2 separate regions of the Pan troglodytes genome follow, and region 1 is linked to region 2. A link is a contact called in public Hi-C data. All regions are on one chromosome and are shown on one strand. Each heading gives the region's core, a stretch centred on a gene start, on an enhancer-like site or on the middle of the called end of the contact. The rest is flanking DNA. Distances are from core to core; before and after follow the strand shown. Region 1 has its middle 200 kb from the start of CTSO. Region 2 holds the start of LOC104006254 (a long non-coding RNA gene).

What was found. A called contact is a pair of places that touch in the nucleus more often than the background predicts.
Region 1: a contact with region 2 is called in a Hi-C map of induced pluripotent stem cells, with 3 times the contacts expected there. The contact joins two enhancer-like sites. A contact is called at or near these places in 3 of 7 Hi-C or Micro-C datasets (induced pluripotent stem cells and stem cell-derived neural progenitor cells).

Annotation. Positions count from the first base shown.
Region 1 is chr3:157,966,750-157,974,275 of NHGRI_mPanTro3-v2.0_pri, reverse strand. No RefSeq gene overlaps it. Among named protein-coding and RNA genes, the nearest start is that of CTSO, 200 kb to the right of the region's middle. Within about 2 kb of position 3,630, at least 9 of the 24 cell types and tissues checked have an H3K27ac peak or open chromatin away from gene starts, as enhancers often do. A contact at or near this core is called in induced pluripotent stem cells, where this site is marked.
Region 2 is chr3:157,778,196-157,785,179 of NHGRI_mPanTro3-v2.0_pri, reverse strand. LOC104006254 (a long non-coding RNA gene) reads right to left here and starts at 6,343. Exons shown (of 3, transcript XR_001717248.2): 1 at 5,841-6,343; 2 at 1,037-1,126. Within about 2 kb of position 2,784, at least 11 of the 24 cell types and tissues checked have an H3K27ac peak or open chromatin away from gene starts, as enhancers often do. A contact at or near this core is called in induced pluripotent stem cells, where this site is marked.

The DNA of each region.
Region 1 (7,526 bases), core at 2,381-4,880, 190 kb before region 2:
ATGAGGCTTTGTATTTTAGACTTCAGAGTTGATGCTGGAATAGGTTAAGACTTCGGGGGTTATTGGGATAGAATAAATGTATTTTGCACGTGAGAAGAATATAAACTTTGGAGATCAGGAGCAAAATGTCAATATCTAAATGTTTGTGTTCCCTCAAAATTCATATGTTGAAACCTTACCCTCTGACGTGATCTTATTAAGAGATGGGGCCTTTGGAAGGTGATTAGGTGATGAGGGCAGAGCCTCATGAATGAGATTTGTACCCTTGTAAAAGAGACCCCAGAGAGTTCATTTAATTTTTCAGCCATGTGAGGACACAATGAGAAGACAGCTGGCTATGAACCAGGAAGACAGCCCTCACCAGATACCAAATCTGCTGGTTTCTTAATCTTGGACTAATAAGCACCATGAGAATTTAATTTTTGTTTAAGCTACCAACTTATGGTATTTTTGTTATAGCACCCCAGATTGACTAAGACAAGTACAGAGATGACTTTTTTTTTCAGAGAACTTACAACAGAATATATTTTCTAAGAAAAGTGGCACATGTGCCTCATCTTTTTTTATATCTTTATGTAGCAAATCAGTCATTTAAAAACTAGTGTGTGCCACGTGGGGTGGCTTATGCCTGTAATCATAGAATTTTGGGAGAATGAAATAAGAGGATCATTTGAACCTAGGAGTTTGAGACCAGCCTGGGCAACATAGCGAGACCCCTCTCTATACAAAAAATTTAAAAAATTAGCCAGGGGTGATGGCATGCGTCTGTAGTCCCAGCTACTTGGGAGGCTGAAGTGGGAGGATCACTTGAGCCCAGGAGTTTGAGGCTGCAGTGAACTGTGATTGCACCACTGCATTCCAGCCTCAGTGAAAGAGCGAGACAGTGACTCAAAACTACTAAGTACATACAATTAAAAACTAGTGAAACATTGAATGTTTAGGAAAAGTAAGCTTTTTTTTTCTTATTGTAATACATGTTCGTTGTAGAAAATTTAGGGGAAAAAAAATCTATTCTTATTGTCCAGGGAATGTTGGCAAAAATGGCCTTTGTTTGGATAATTTGATTGTTTAATTTCCTTTCTCTGGACATATTTGAAAACCCTAAAGTTATCACAGTAAATTAAATTCTCCATATTTAATTAAAGGTTTGCATGAAGGCACATTTTGGACTGACGACTTCTAAATTCACATGGTCAACACTGAGAGTCAGGCTCTTTGAGCTTTTTCCTGATAAAAGTTCAGAATAAAGTTTAACATGCTTAATCATTCTTAAATTGTCTGGTTTTTCTACCTTATTTCCTTTATTTCTTTGTAAGAAAAAGAAAACTTTGCCAAATGGTGGGGGCGGGGAGTTAATAATGTATTTTAATAGAATGTTACACAGTTTCTTGATGAGCTCAAATTATGAAATAATGCAGGAATCATATAACTTATTAATAAAAATATGTTTACATTATAAAGCCAGAAACAATGTAGAGCCCTTTGTTAATTGTATGGCAAGTGGCATGTGGTAACCTTCAAAGTCTGACTGCATTCCCTCATGAGTGTTCACCATTTTTTTTTTGGAGATGGAGTCTCGCTCTGTTGCCCAGGCTGGAGTGCAGTGGCTTGATGTCCGGCTCACTGCAACCTCCACCTCCTGGGTTCAAGCAATTCTTCTGCCTCAGCCTCCCGAGTAGCTGGAACTACAGGTGCCCACCACCATGGCCGGCTAATTTTTGTATTTTTAGTAGAGACGGGGTTTCACCGTTTTAGCCAGGATGGTCTCGATCTCCTGACCTCATGATCCGCCTGCCTCGGCCTCCCAAAGTGCTGGAATTACAGGCTTGAGCCACCACGCCCTGTGGCGTTCACCTTTAGAAAGGACTCTGATGGTGACTCTGATACATATGCAAAATAACCTTCTGAGAGATTTTCTGCCACTTAGGAATAGAAGATATTCTCTTTGCCTCCATCTCCAGAGTAAGGGAATAAAGTAACAGTTAGAACGTAGAAAAATAAACGGCCTAGCTTTCCCCTCCGATTATATCAATCAAAAGTGAAATTAGCAGCCCCTGCCATATTTGTTTTTCATCTCTTGCCCAGATTATGTCTGCATGGAGGGCTGAGAATAATATTTCAGAAGAAGCAGGTAAACTATAAACGACCACAAGCAAGTTCCCTTTTACCCTCCTCTCTTTGGTTACTATCAGTGTCTAGGAGCATGTCCTCTGTAACCATGCATACTTTAAAATTGTGGATTAACTTGTTGCTTTTGAATTGTTTAGCTTTCATTGTAATATCTAGATATCAGCTTCTGAAGTTTTAAAGAAACTTTGTTATTAAATGAATGGTATTGCTGATCATTACAAGCAGTTTCTTCAAGATGCCAATATCTATACTTAAAAAAATTCATTGAATATAGTGGAACTACTATACATGGTGTGCTGAGGTGCATTCCTTCCAGACTTAGGGTCTAGTGATGTTCATGTTTGCTTCTTGAAACCACCCATAGTAAGAATAGTTACATCAGAAACGCAGAAAAACATTACAACAAAGGACATTGCTCTCCTGGGAAGCTGGTTGTTAATGCATAAACCTGAGTTAATCTCTGCCAGTCTTTGGTCTTTTTGCTCTGGTATCCATTCTTCAGCTTCCACCTAATCTGCAGTGTTCTGCAGATGGCCGTCTCCGAGATGCATTCTTGGGTTCCCTTGTAAGCTGGTTGCCAGCTGGTTTCAAACAATGGGAGCCACCTACAGGAAATTGTCAGATGAAGAAAAGGAAAAGCCAGACAGGGACTCTGATAGCAATGGCCTCTCCTCTGTAGCTCTAGATTTTGCCAGAGAGGTTGACATAGTTTTCTTCCAATGTGTCATCTTGGCCCTTGTAACACTGCCTCTTCTCTTGTCCCTGCTGACTTCAAAAGGTAGCAACTTCTTGCAGATGCTAATTTATGAGTTGCCTCAGAGGCCTACATTTGGCTTCTCAGCTCTTCAGAGTTGCATGACCAGTTCCCTGCATGAAATGTTCTTTATTTTCATAGTAAGTTGGTAATATTCTTTAATTTTGCTAGGAAAGATAAACCACGCCGTAAATTTAACAGGAATTTAATATGAAATAATTATTAAACTATGATAGGAAAGCAACTATAAAGATACAGAAGCAATTCTAAAGGGAACCCTATGCTGAAGCTGACTTTCAAAGGAAGGACAAACTTAGAAGGTGGGACCCTCTTCAGGGCTGAGTTCTCATCTTGGAGAAAGCATGTTTGCAGCTCATGGAATAGCAGAGAAGTTTGTTAGGTTGGCTGGGACAAAGCTGGTCTGCATTCATCACACAAGAAAGAGATAAACCTCCAGGGTGCTGGCAAGCCAGGTTGGTCGGCAAGTACACAGAGGAAATCTGGATACTCTGTGGGTGTTATGGGCTTGGAGCATGCAGCGTCAGTATGTTAGGGTGGAGATAAGAAGCCTTGGGAAGGTAGTCACAGGGCTTAGGCAGGGCCTATGAGGTCACTGACACATTTTGCCTTCTGGGTGTGTGGCTGGACAAGGCATCACTGAATGTTCTTACACACCCACACAGCAGGACTGCAGCAGGAGCCAGAGAGGGCTGAAAATCCAAAGCAAAACAGCCAAAACTGGGAAGAGAAGCCCCTTCCTTCTGTAATGTGACTCCAGTGCCCTCTATTGACAAAGCTTAACATGGTGCTGTGCTTAAAGAGAAATGTTTAAAGCAATCAGTCCATTACTTCAGAACAGGCACTGAGGGGTCAATTTGGAGGTAAGGGCAATACATAGAAATTAACACAGTGTATTTTCTGTGTTCCTGGTTGGGGTCTGATTAATAAAATTCTCAAAGTTAACGCCTTCATTTTATATTGTTATTTCATCCTATAATCTTTTGCTGTTGTTCAGTTTTAAAATATCAGGTATTTATCATTATTCTTGATGACTCACTTTCCTTCATGCCTTGGCCTTGATTTAACATCTGTTTTGAATGTGCCGTCTACTTTCTACCTTCTTACTATCACACTAATTCGTATCCTTATCATCTATCTCAGGGAATAGTGTATTTATTCTTGAAGTGAGAAATGACTAAGTGCCTCTTTAAATGAAAAATGACTAAGTCCTTCTAATTTACCAGGCACTGTGCTTGGCACATGGAATAGTCAGATGTGATTCTTTTTTCTTATATAGCTTAAACTTTAGTTTAGAGATTAAGGACACTGATAGTTGTATAATTAAAAACATTAAAAATGTCCCTGAAATGATAATGATGATGATGATGATGATGATGATGACAGTAATAGATATAGTCATACATGAGAAAATAGCTAGACAACCTGAGACCAAAGGTTATGCCTGAAGGAGCTGGTGCTTGAGCTTAGTATGATGGCTGAATAGAGGATAATTAGGTAAAGGGGTGGGAAAGGGCATTCCAAATGTAGGGCACATGTTTAAAGGCAGGAACATACTTATTTAATGATCTTCAAGGAGGCCAATCAATGTGTCTGGCATAGAGAGACAGCAATACCGAAGCATCCTAGCAGATGGTGCTTAAGAGCAAGCTAATATTTGGACCATGTGACGATTTGAAAACAATATTAAATATTTGGGTGTTTTCCCCAATAGCAATGACAATTATTTCCAGTAACCTCTTAACCTGTTAAGTTTTCCTTTTATAGTTTTCTTCTGGCAAGCCTCCAGTCTGAATTCTGTGTATTTTTTCCAGTTTTTCTTTACTGCCATAAAAATCTATTCATGTAAATCACTATCTTTTGCATATTGCACTCATATACCTCTTCTACCCTGCCATTATTCTAACCCCACTAAGGTAGGCCAGCCTCCAAGATAGCCTTCAAAGTTTCCCTACTCCATGCCCTTGTGTGGTTGAATCAGACTAAGTTGTGTAAATAATTGCAGATTGTGAAAGTGACAGTGTGTTCTGTGGCATCATCCTTTACTCGTTCTCCTTCTCTCAGATCATTATCTCAGAAGGAAGCCAGTTGCCATATTATGAGAACACTCAAGAAACCCTATGGGGAAACCCATGAAGCAAAGAATTAAGACCTCCTGTCAACAGACAATGAGGAATTAAAGCCTCCTGCCAAAAGCCAACATAAATGGAGGCTCCTGCCAACAGCCATGTGAATTATCCATCTGAGAAGTGGACCATCGTTTCTCAATTAAATCACAAAATGATTGAAGTGTGGGCCACCATCTTATCTGCAAGCTCACGAGAAATTCGGAACCAGAACAACCCAGCAAAGCCACTCCCAAGCTCTAACTAATGAATATGCCCCTGGTTAGTTACTCTTTTGTACTCTTATCAATCGATACTCTCCAACTTTCAGTAAATCTGACCCCTACCAATTACAATACCAGAGAGAGTAGTTTCAAGAAGCCATCCAAATACTGAGTTTCTTTTGTCCCTAATATTCTGTTACTGATATCTGGGAAGAAATTCCATATGATACTTTGGTCCTTAGGAGATGCACAGGCTTAGATATGTAGAGTCCCATTTATAAGTATGCACAAAATATTATAACAGTCACTTTTAATCGACCTATGCAAAATGAAAATCTTAGATCAAACATGTATCATACATTTATTAGAATGTATTGTGATTATTGATTTGTTTATAAGACTTCTCATTAACTTGTAAGCTATTTCTGGTTCCAAAATCTATTGGAAAATTATAATAGATACAGAGAATCATGGGGCTCAGTAAAAAGCATCCTATTAATATTATATCAATTGATCGCAGAGTCCTAACTCCTGTGAATGTGTGCTTGTAAGTTTGAAATATACACAAGATCAGGTCACTACCAGAAATCAGGAAACCAAGAATCTTAAGAGGCAGAATAAATACTGAAGGACAAACAGTAGGACAAATGGAGAAAACAGACAACTAGCCAAAATCAAACTTTTTCAGGCATCTTAGAGAAGAAGTAGAACAAGAAAATGGAAAATCACCAAGTGATCTAGAGGTATGTTTGAAATGATTATCTTTCATCTGCATTTTGAAGCCAACATTTAAAGAGAATCTTGTGGCTGTTGTATGATGAGACATTCTAAAACATTTTCTAGAAATGAATTTAATTTTTGACTGACTCATGCATATCAGTTCAGATAAAATAGGAGTGTAGTATTTATCCTCTATTTTCTAGTTCCAATGGTGGAAATTTTGCAAATCCACCTTGTGTAATAATAATATTCAGTCTCAGTACTTCCCATACCTGATAATTTCTCAAGACAAGGTGAATCATGATAACTTTTCTCTGCAGTGATAGCTAAAAGGTGACTCTGCATCATAATTTCTTAGTAGGACTCAATGTAAAACTTACCTATTTCTCTAGAAAAATCTCAAGAAAATGGAGCATCTTAAGCCACACTTCGCCACCTAAATTCACTGGCTCAAAACCACAGTGGTAGAGTTGCATAGTTGTGAGAGACCATATGGCCAGAAAAGCCTCAAACATTTGCTATCTGGCTCTTTGTAGAAGACATCTGTTGATCATTGATATAAAGTAATGAAAAGGTTCTATAAGCCACATATGAAAATGCAATATCAAAGTAAAACCCAATATTCATGATAATTGGTGATTGGCTCCTGTGTTTTAGCCAGACTCATTCTCCAATGATGGCAGTCTAAAATTTGTTATTGTTTGTTTGTTTGTTTATTCTTCTACGCGAGGGTGGGAGAGTTGAAAATGAGAGTCCTGGTGATTATTTGGAACTTTCTCAGCCCATGACAATTGTTCACGTTGTATGGAATCAGTCAACTCCCCACCTATTAAGAAAATATCACTCTCCCCCCCCTACCTTTTTTTTTTTTTTACAATAACTGGTAGAAAGCTGACTGAAAATACTATTTTTTAAATTACTCTAGTAACAATACATCCCACATTTTCTATGAATAGAATCCACTTACATTTTAAGACAGAATTTTACTAAACTTTGTTGTTTTATTTTATATAAGATATTCAGAATAAAAACCTGAAAAATAATATAATTTCCAGAATGAAGACGAGTTTTCTGATATGATAAAGGAGAACTGATTATATGGAATTAAAGATTTACTTCTCAGTCATAAGAACATGTCTGGAAGTATTGTGTAGGTTAATATTCATTTGTCATATTAACAAAGACACTAATTTTCCAAGTTGCATAGAAATCCTGAGGTATGAGGTAAACACAAAACAGCATTTGATGAAAAAATGTTATATGTCCCCTACGATTTTCATCTACGGAGTCATTAATTAAGTAGGATGGTATGAAGCAGTGGTATCAGACCTGAGATAAAACTTGTTGAGAAACAAGCATCTTCCTTTGTGGAAAAAATACCAGACATTTAAAATCACAAAAGCTGAGACTGATAGATCGCTGCTTTTGAGGAATATAAATTTTCCTTGTCTCTCCCAGCCTCTACAAATATAAATGTGGTCATTATCAGAATGTGTTTCCTGTTCTAAGCTTCAGACTCTTAAACCCAACTGCCTATTTTCTAAAGGACATCTTTAAATAAACATAACCAAAACT
Region 2 (6,984 bases), core at 1,535-4,034:
GCATAATTTGCAAATATTTTCTCCCACTCTATTGGTTGTCTGTTTACCCTTCTGATTATTTATCTTGCTGTGCAGATGTTGCTTCAATTTAATATGAACAAAAATCTTACTACAATATGACAGTATTGCCCTCATTAAAACAGAGAAATGATTTTTTTAAGTTTTCAATATCTTTAAAGCTGGCAATTTTGTTAGCATTTTCTTGAAAGGTGTCTCTAATAGGTGTATATTATGGAAATCTACTATACAGAGAATAAAAGTGACACTTAAAAGTAATTTCAATCACTACAGTAACTAAATATCCCACCATAACACACAAAAGTTTATTCCTTTTTAGATTTTACAAATACATGGTCTGTAATTTGATAGTTGAAAAAAATTGCATTTAATGTCAGGAACTTACGCAGTTGAGTTGAAGGTTTTTTAAGAAATTATATTAATATCATAAAAATCAGCTTATAAAAAAACTAGTGCCTTTATTCTCCTAGCCCCTTTAATTCATATTACAGTATGAACTGTATAGTGCATAACTTTGAAAAGCCTCAGAATCAATACTTCACAGTTGCAGGTGTGGCAGATTTTTAAAGTATTTATGTCCCAAACTATCTTTGAAAATGTCCCTATGTTTATTTAACTGGTTTATTTTTAGTGTTACTGAAATTTTCCAGGTTTGGGATAGTTATGCTACTTTAAAAAAATGAAAGCATCACTTACTGATGTGTGAAATGATCATATAGATCAAGACGATGAAATAAAAACATTTTTGAAACTCCAGATTGTCTGAATTTTCAGAGGAGTAAAATAATCTGGCCTTTAGTTTACATTGTTTTAATGTGTATACTAACTACAGCTTTCCTTCAATGTGTGATGCATACTTACTGCTTGTTTTTAAGACCAAAATTAACCTCTTCCAGAAGGGTGATTATTAGCTTAGCTGGAAAAAAAAGACAGGATTCATTTAAACAAAGTCTTTGGCCAGGTCTGTAATAGCAAAGTGTAGAAGACAGACAATCAGCAACAATGACTTAATACTCACTTTCCACAAACCTTTCTAGCATGTCCCATGGGTAACTTTAAAGAGAGCAACAGTCTCTGCCTTCACCGTATCGAAAATTAAATAGGAAACCTAAAGAAAAGCATCAACACACATGAATAAAATGCCAGCAATTTGGAAACACAGACAAATGCAGCCAACATAGCCTTTATTTGTGGCACACATGCTCCTTTTTTTTTGAGACGGAGTCCCACTATGTCACCCAGGCTGGAATGCAGTGGCACGATCTCTACTCACTGCAACCTCTGCCTCCCGGGTTCTAGCGATTCTTCTGCCTTAGCTTCCTGAGTAGCTGGGATTACAGGCACCTGCCACCAAGCCCAGCTAATTTTTGTATTTTTAGCAGAGATGAGGTTATGCCATGTTGGCCAGGCTGGTCTCGAACTCCTGACCTCAGGTGATCAGCCCGCCTCAGACTCCCGAAGTGCTGGGATTACAGGCATGAGCCACTGCACCCGGCCAGCACACATGCTTTCAAAGATAAGAATATTGCTCTAATTCTTTACCTGTTTGGAAGAGATAGAGTCTAATAAAGAAGAATGTAGTACCAAAAAAATCATAGGATTGATCTATTACAATACAGAGGAATAATGAGAGGCTTTCCACATTAGAAGAATCAACAGTTTCATACATAACTTTGTACATGGGACATGTACTATTCTAAAGAGCTCGCTGGAAAAATCAAATTCTATGATCACAATGTTCAGGTACCAGTGTCCTGGTAAATTTTACTTATCTACCCTTTCCTAAAATAGAATCTTGCCACAGAATTGCTTTACGGCATTAAAAAAAAAAAAATACAGTGGCTCAAAGACCAGAGTTGCCCCATCCAACCTGGTTGTTTTTAGATATTGTCACCAGTAAATCCTTAGAGTCATCCTGTAGAGCTCTAGCAGGTTATTTAAATAAATGCATAGTCATTATATCATTTTTGTCAATAATATTCAATATTAATTCCTATAAGCACTCTTTCTATTAATCATTTTATCTTTTCTTCAATAAATTCACTATGTTATTCATGGTACTTTATCAGTTGGTGAATTAATTAGGTTTCTTCTGAATTAATCAGGTTTCTTCTGTAATTAGATTTTTCCAGAGATTACATCAGGTAATGCCCACGGGTTATAAAAAACAATCCTTTTGCCACACTCCTATGTTAGTGGGGGATCTGCCACTGGGCTTATCTCAATTGGGCTTGCCTAGGCTTTCAGCCCTAGCATGGATCACAGGCCTCAGATGGGTTTGGGTTTTCATTTCAGCACCCAGGCTGAGAAAACAATAATTTCCTGAGACTGGCTCCACTTGTGGCAAAGGGCAGATATCCCAGGAGCACTGGGGGTAACTTTATGTGTCTCTCAAGGCATCAGTTTGGTACAAGCACATAATCATTTCTGGTCACTATTTCGTTAGCCAAAGGAATTATCACTTGGCCAAGCCCTAAGTCAATGGGGTAAGGAAACAGACTACACCCACAGGGAAGCTATGGAAGGTAGGGGAGAGAAGGGAAAATTAGGGACTCTTAATACCACCTACCCCATGTATGTAAGTAAAGAGAGAGAGAATAAAACCTAGTATCTCGTAATAACTTATAAACACTATGCTAAGAAAATCATGATTGCAAAAGAGGTCAGGATGTGGCAATTTAAACTGGTTAATAAGGATGACTCAGGCTCATCTGATCCAGGCCAGGGAAGCCCCATGACTGTTCAGTTATTTCTTTCAGGCACTGATAGGGACGCTTCCATGACTCAGTTACATAGCACACCCTCCTGGCCTTCATTTGGTTTAGTATTCTGGCAATGTTTTACCAAACAGCAGCTTTTCTTCTGGGTTTAGCTCCGGCTCTCCCTCACATATTCACTCTTACCAAACCCTTTATTTTTACTCACTTAACCTGGGTCAGGTGCTCCCAATAGCCAAGCTCTCACCATAAGCATCTGGCACCGAGAACCTGACAACCATGACTACAGAGTGTTTCCTGCCTTTAAATTATCCAGCTTCTTATGGAGGATATTGCTTATTCTCAAAATAGGAAAGTCATAAATCAGCAAAAATGTTATTAATCTGGACTACTTAAGCAATATACTTAAAAATATATGATCTGATTTTAAATACTACATTTTAATTTAAAACAAAGTGTGAGTGGCCTGGCGCGGTGCCTCATGTCTGTAATCCCAGCACTTTGGGAGGCCAAGGCAGGCAGATCACGGGGTCAGGAGATCGAGACCATCATGGCTAGCATGGTGAAACCCCGTCTCTACTAAAAATACAAAAAATTAGCCAGGCATGGTGGCAGACGCCTGTAGTCCCAGCTACACAGAAGGCTGGCAGGAGAATGGCGTGAACCCAGGAGGCAGAGCTTGCAGTGAGCAGAGATCGCGCCGTGAACCTGGGAGGCAGAGCTTGCAGTGAGCAGAGATAGCACCACTGCACTCCAGCCTGGGCGACAGAACAAGACTCTGTCTCAAAAAAAAAAAAAAAAAAAAAGTGAGTATAAGCTGTTGAGCTTCCTAAATACCAAATAAGTCATGAAATATAGTAGAATAAGATAGTTTATGTTTTATTGTAGCCTTTGTCACTAAGATTTACAGTTACTTTTCACATGACATACATCCCTATATTTGATACCTTGGTAACCTCACTCAAATGATGGCAAATATGAGCTTTAAGGGTTTTGTATAGTCCTATTCAACTGATATTAAGTATTTGAGACATTATGAAATTATCTTTTTTTTTTTTTTTGAGACGAAATTTCATTCTTGTCACCCAGGCTGGAGTGCGATGGCACGATCTAGGCTCACTACAACCTCCACCTCCCAGCTTCAAGTGATTCTCCAACCTCAGCCTCCAGAGTAGCTGGAATTACAGGTGTTCGCCAACATGCCCAGCTAGTTTTTGTATATTTAGTAGAGACAGGTTTTCGTCATGTTGGCCAGGCTGGTCTCGAACTTCTCGAAGTTATCTTTTTACATTAAAAACATACATATATTTTATTCATAAAGAATCCCAGTAACATATACATAAAAACTCTTCTAATTTGAAAGTACAGAAATTCCATAAAAATTTAGCCAATAAATTTAAATAATGGCACTATCTGATTTAAAGAACATTTAGTTAAAGTTGTACTTTTTAATTTAATCTTGAATCTTTTTCAGATTAGCATCTCAAAGAAGTCTTATTCTCATGATTGTATTTTCATATGATTTGTTCATTGAATCAAAGGTCAGTCATTTCAGAGAACACTTATTGATCATCTAGTATATATTAGGCATTGAGTACTCAAAATGTAAAGGCCAGCAGTAGAGACAGCTTCAGTCATCATGGACAATATAGTTTACAGATATTGTCTGCCAGTGATATCGACAGAAAGAGCAAACCAAATTAAAAAGAAAGGCTGGATGCAGTGGCTCACACTTGTAATCCCAGCACTTTGGGAGGCTGAGATGGGTCGATTACTTGAGCCCAAGAGCTGGAGACCAGCCTGGGCAACATGGCAAAACCCAAGCTCCACAAGTACAAAAATTAGCTGAGGGTGGTGGCACATGCCTATAGTCTTAGCAACCCAGGAGGCTGAGGTGGGAGGATAACCTGAGTCCAGGGAGGTGGAAGCTGCTGTGAGCCTTAATCACACCACTGCTCTCCATCCTGGGTGACAGAGTGAGACCCTGTCTCAAAAAAAGAAAAGAAAATATATTTTTGGATAAAGTTTTATGAAGAATATAAACTTGGAAACAGGATAGAAAATGACTCGCAAGATGTGCACCGCTTGACATAGGGAGGTCAAGGAAGACATCTGAGTGAAATCTAAAGGAAAAATAAGAGAAGAAGCCAGCAATGTGTGATACTGCAAAAAGAGATTTCTAGGCTCTGCAGAAAAGAGGAAAGAGGCTGTCATGTGTGAATGAGCCTGTGGTGTTCAAGAGACATGGGGAAAAAAGACTCTTGCCTGACACCCACGGAGCAAGGGTGAGCATGGTACTTGGGGGTTCAGGGGAGTGGGCAGGGGCCGGGTCCCTGAGGGAGTTTTGACATAGATGATGGTGACTTCCAGAGCAGTGTGCCCATGAAGAAACAGCAAATACTGGGTTTCTAAAAATCACTCCCCCACCGTTCAGTAACTATACATACCAGAAGTAAACCACTTTTTGGTTCTCATTGTTATAACCTGTAAAAAACGGGAATCTTTACAGTCATAGTACCAATACAGATTTTAATAGATTTATTTAATCAAAAATCTCAAGATCTAACATATTGACTGAAAACTAACATATATTAAGCCTCTTTATTTTATGTTAATCATACTCGGAACTTGTTTTGTCGTTTGTCCTAAAACTATAATATACATACCTTTGCAGCTGGACAAAGTGGTTTCCTAGCAACAAAATGATTAGCACTTTCTTTGCAAGAAACTAATCACCTTAATATAGATGGAAGAAAAAACGCTGGCACTCTAGTAGAAGCAAAAATTCTTTCACAAAATAACTGATGGAATTTATGTATTCACCCATTCAACACATATTTATTAAATGCCTGCTAAACACCAAACACAATGATGACCATTGAGGACTAAAGGTTACTGCTTAGCATGATGTAGGGGTTCCATATTTAATACATTATTTGTTGAATTAGTATATAATCCTAATTCATAAATTATTGTACAAATGGCTCTCTAGTTTCAAATGAAAATATATTGAAAACAGTATAATGGTCTGTATTAGGTTCTCCAGAGAAACAGGACTAATAAGATATATACATGTATATATAGAGGGAGATTAAAAGGAATTACCTCATGGAATTATGAAGAACTCGAGGGCAGGTCAGCAAGCTGGAGGCCCAGGTGAGCTGATGGTTTAGTTCCAATCTCAGTCAGAAGGCCTGAGAACCAGGAGAGTCTACGGTAAAGCTCTAGTCCAAAGGCCAGCAGACTAGAGACTCGGAAAGAACTGATGTATCAGTTGGAGTGTGAAAGCAAGAAGAAAGCCTGTGTCCCAGTTAGAAGGCAGTCAGAGGGGAAGACTTCTCTCTCATTCAGGGAAGGTCAGCCTTTTGTCAGAGTCAAACCCTCAACCGATTAGATGAGGCTGCCCATATCATACAGGGCTATCATCTTGAATTCAAAAACCACCCTCACAGAAACACCTAGAATAATTTGTAATCAACTCTCTAAGCATCCGATGGCCCGGTCAAGTTGACACATAAACTACCACTCACAGTGTCCGATTTCTGAGGCTGATGAAATAATACAGATGAGTGATAACAATGGCAGTAGAAAGGAAAGATCTGCAAAGAATGAAAAGATATTAAGGAGGTAGAGAGAAATGGAGAGAGTGGCATTGTAGAGTAAGCATATTCTATGTATCCAGATCATCTGTTTATTTGAAGTTTGAGAAGGGATATGTACGAGAACAACTATAGTTGCAAAGTTAAAGCATCCCTCCCTCCAAAGCACTCCCACTGTGGTGTTGCCAAGGGAGAGTATGGATTTGTTTGCATGATTCTGGCTTTATATGTGTATGGATTTGTTTGACTATGGAACTGGGGTGGGAATGACGAGAAAAAGTAAGTGAAAGAAAGCTAGAAGATTTCTAGCCAAAACCAATAAGAACCCTTCTCTTGTTTGCTGCGGCTTCTTGGAGACAGTGCTGCACTGTCAAGGCAGCTCACAAACACACGGTTGTGAGCAAAATATTAATAACAACCTTGAAAAATCACGCAGTTAACTCTTCTGCCTTCAAGAACATACTTAAGTCCTTTTAGATATAAGATTCTGTTTACTTTCTCTTTCTTCAGAAAGGAACATTCCTCTTGCCAATTCATTATCAGAAACATTCGATTGCCTCTAAAGTATTGTCACACAAAATACTGGTGCTTAATAAAAAGTCTCTTAAAGTAACTAGGTGCTCCAATAATGCAATTATTATTGCTACTAT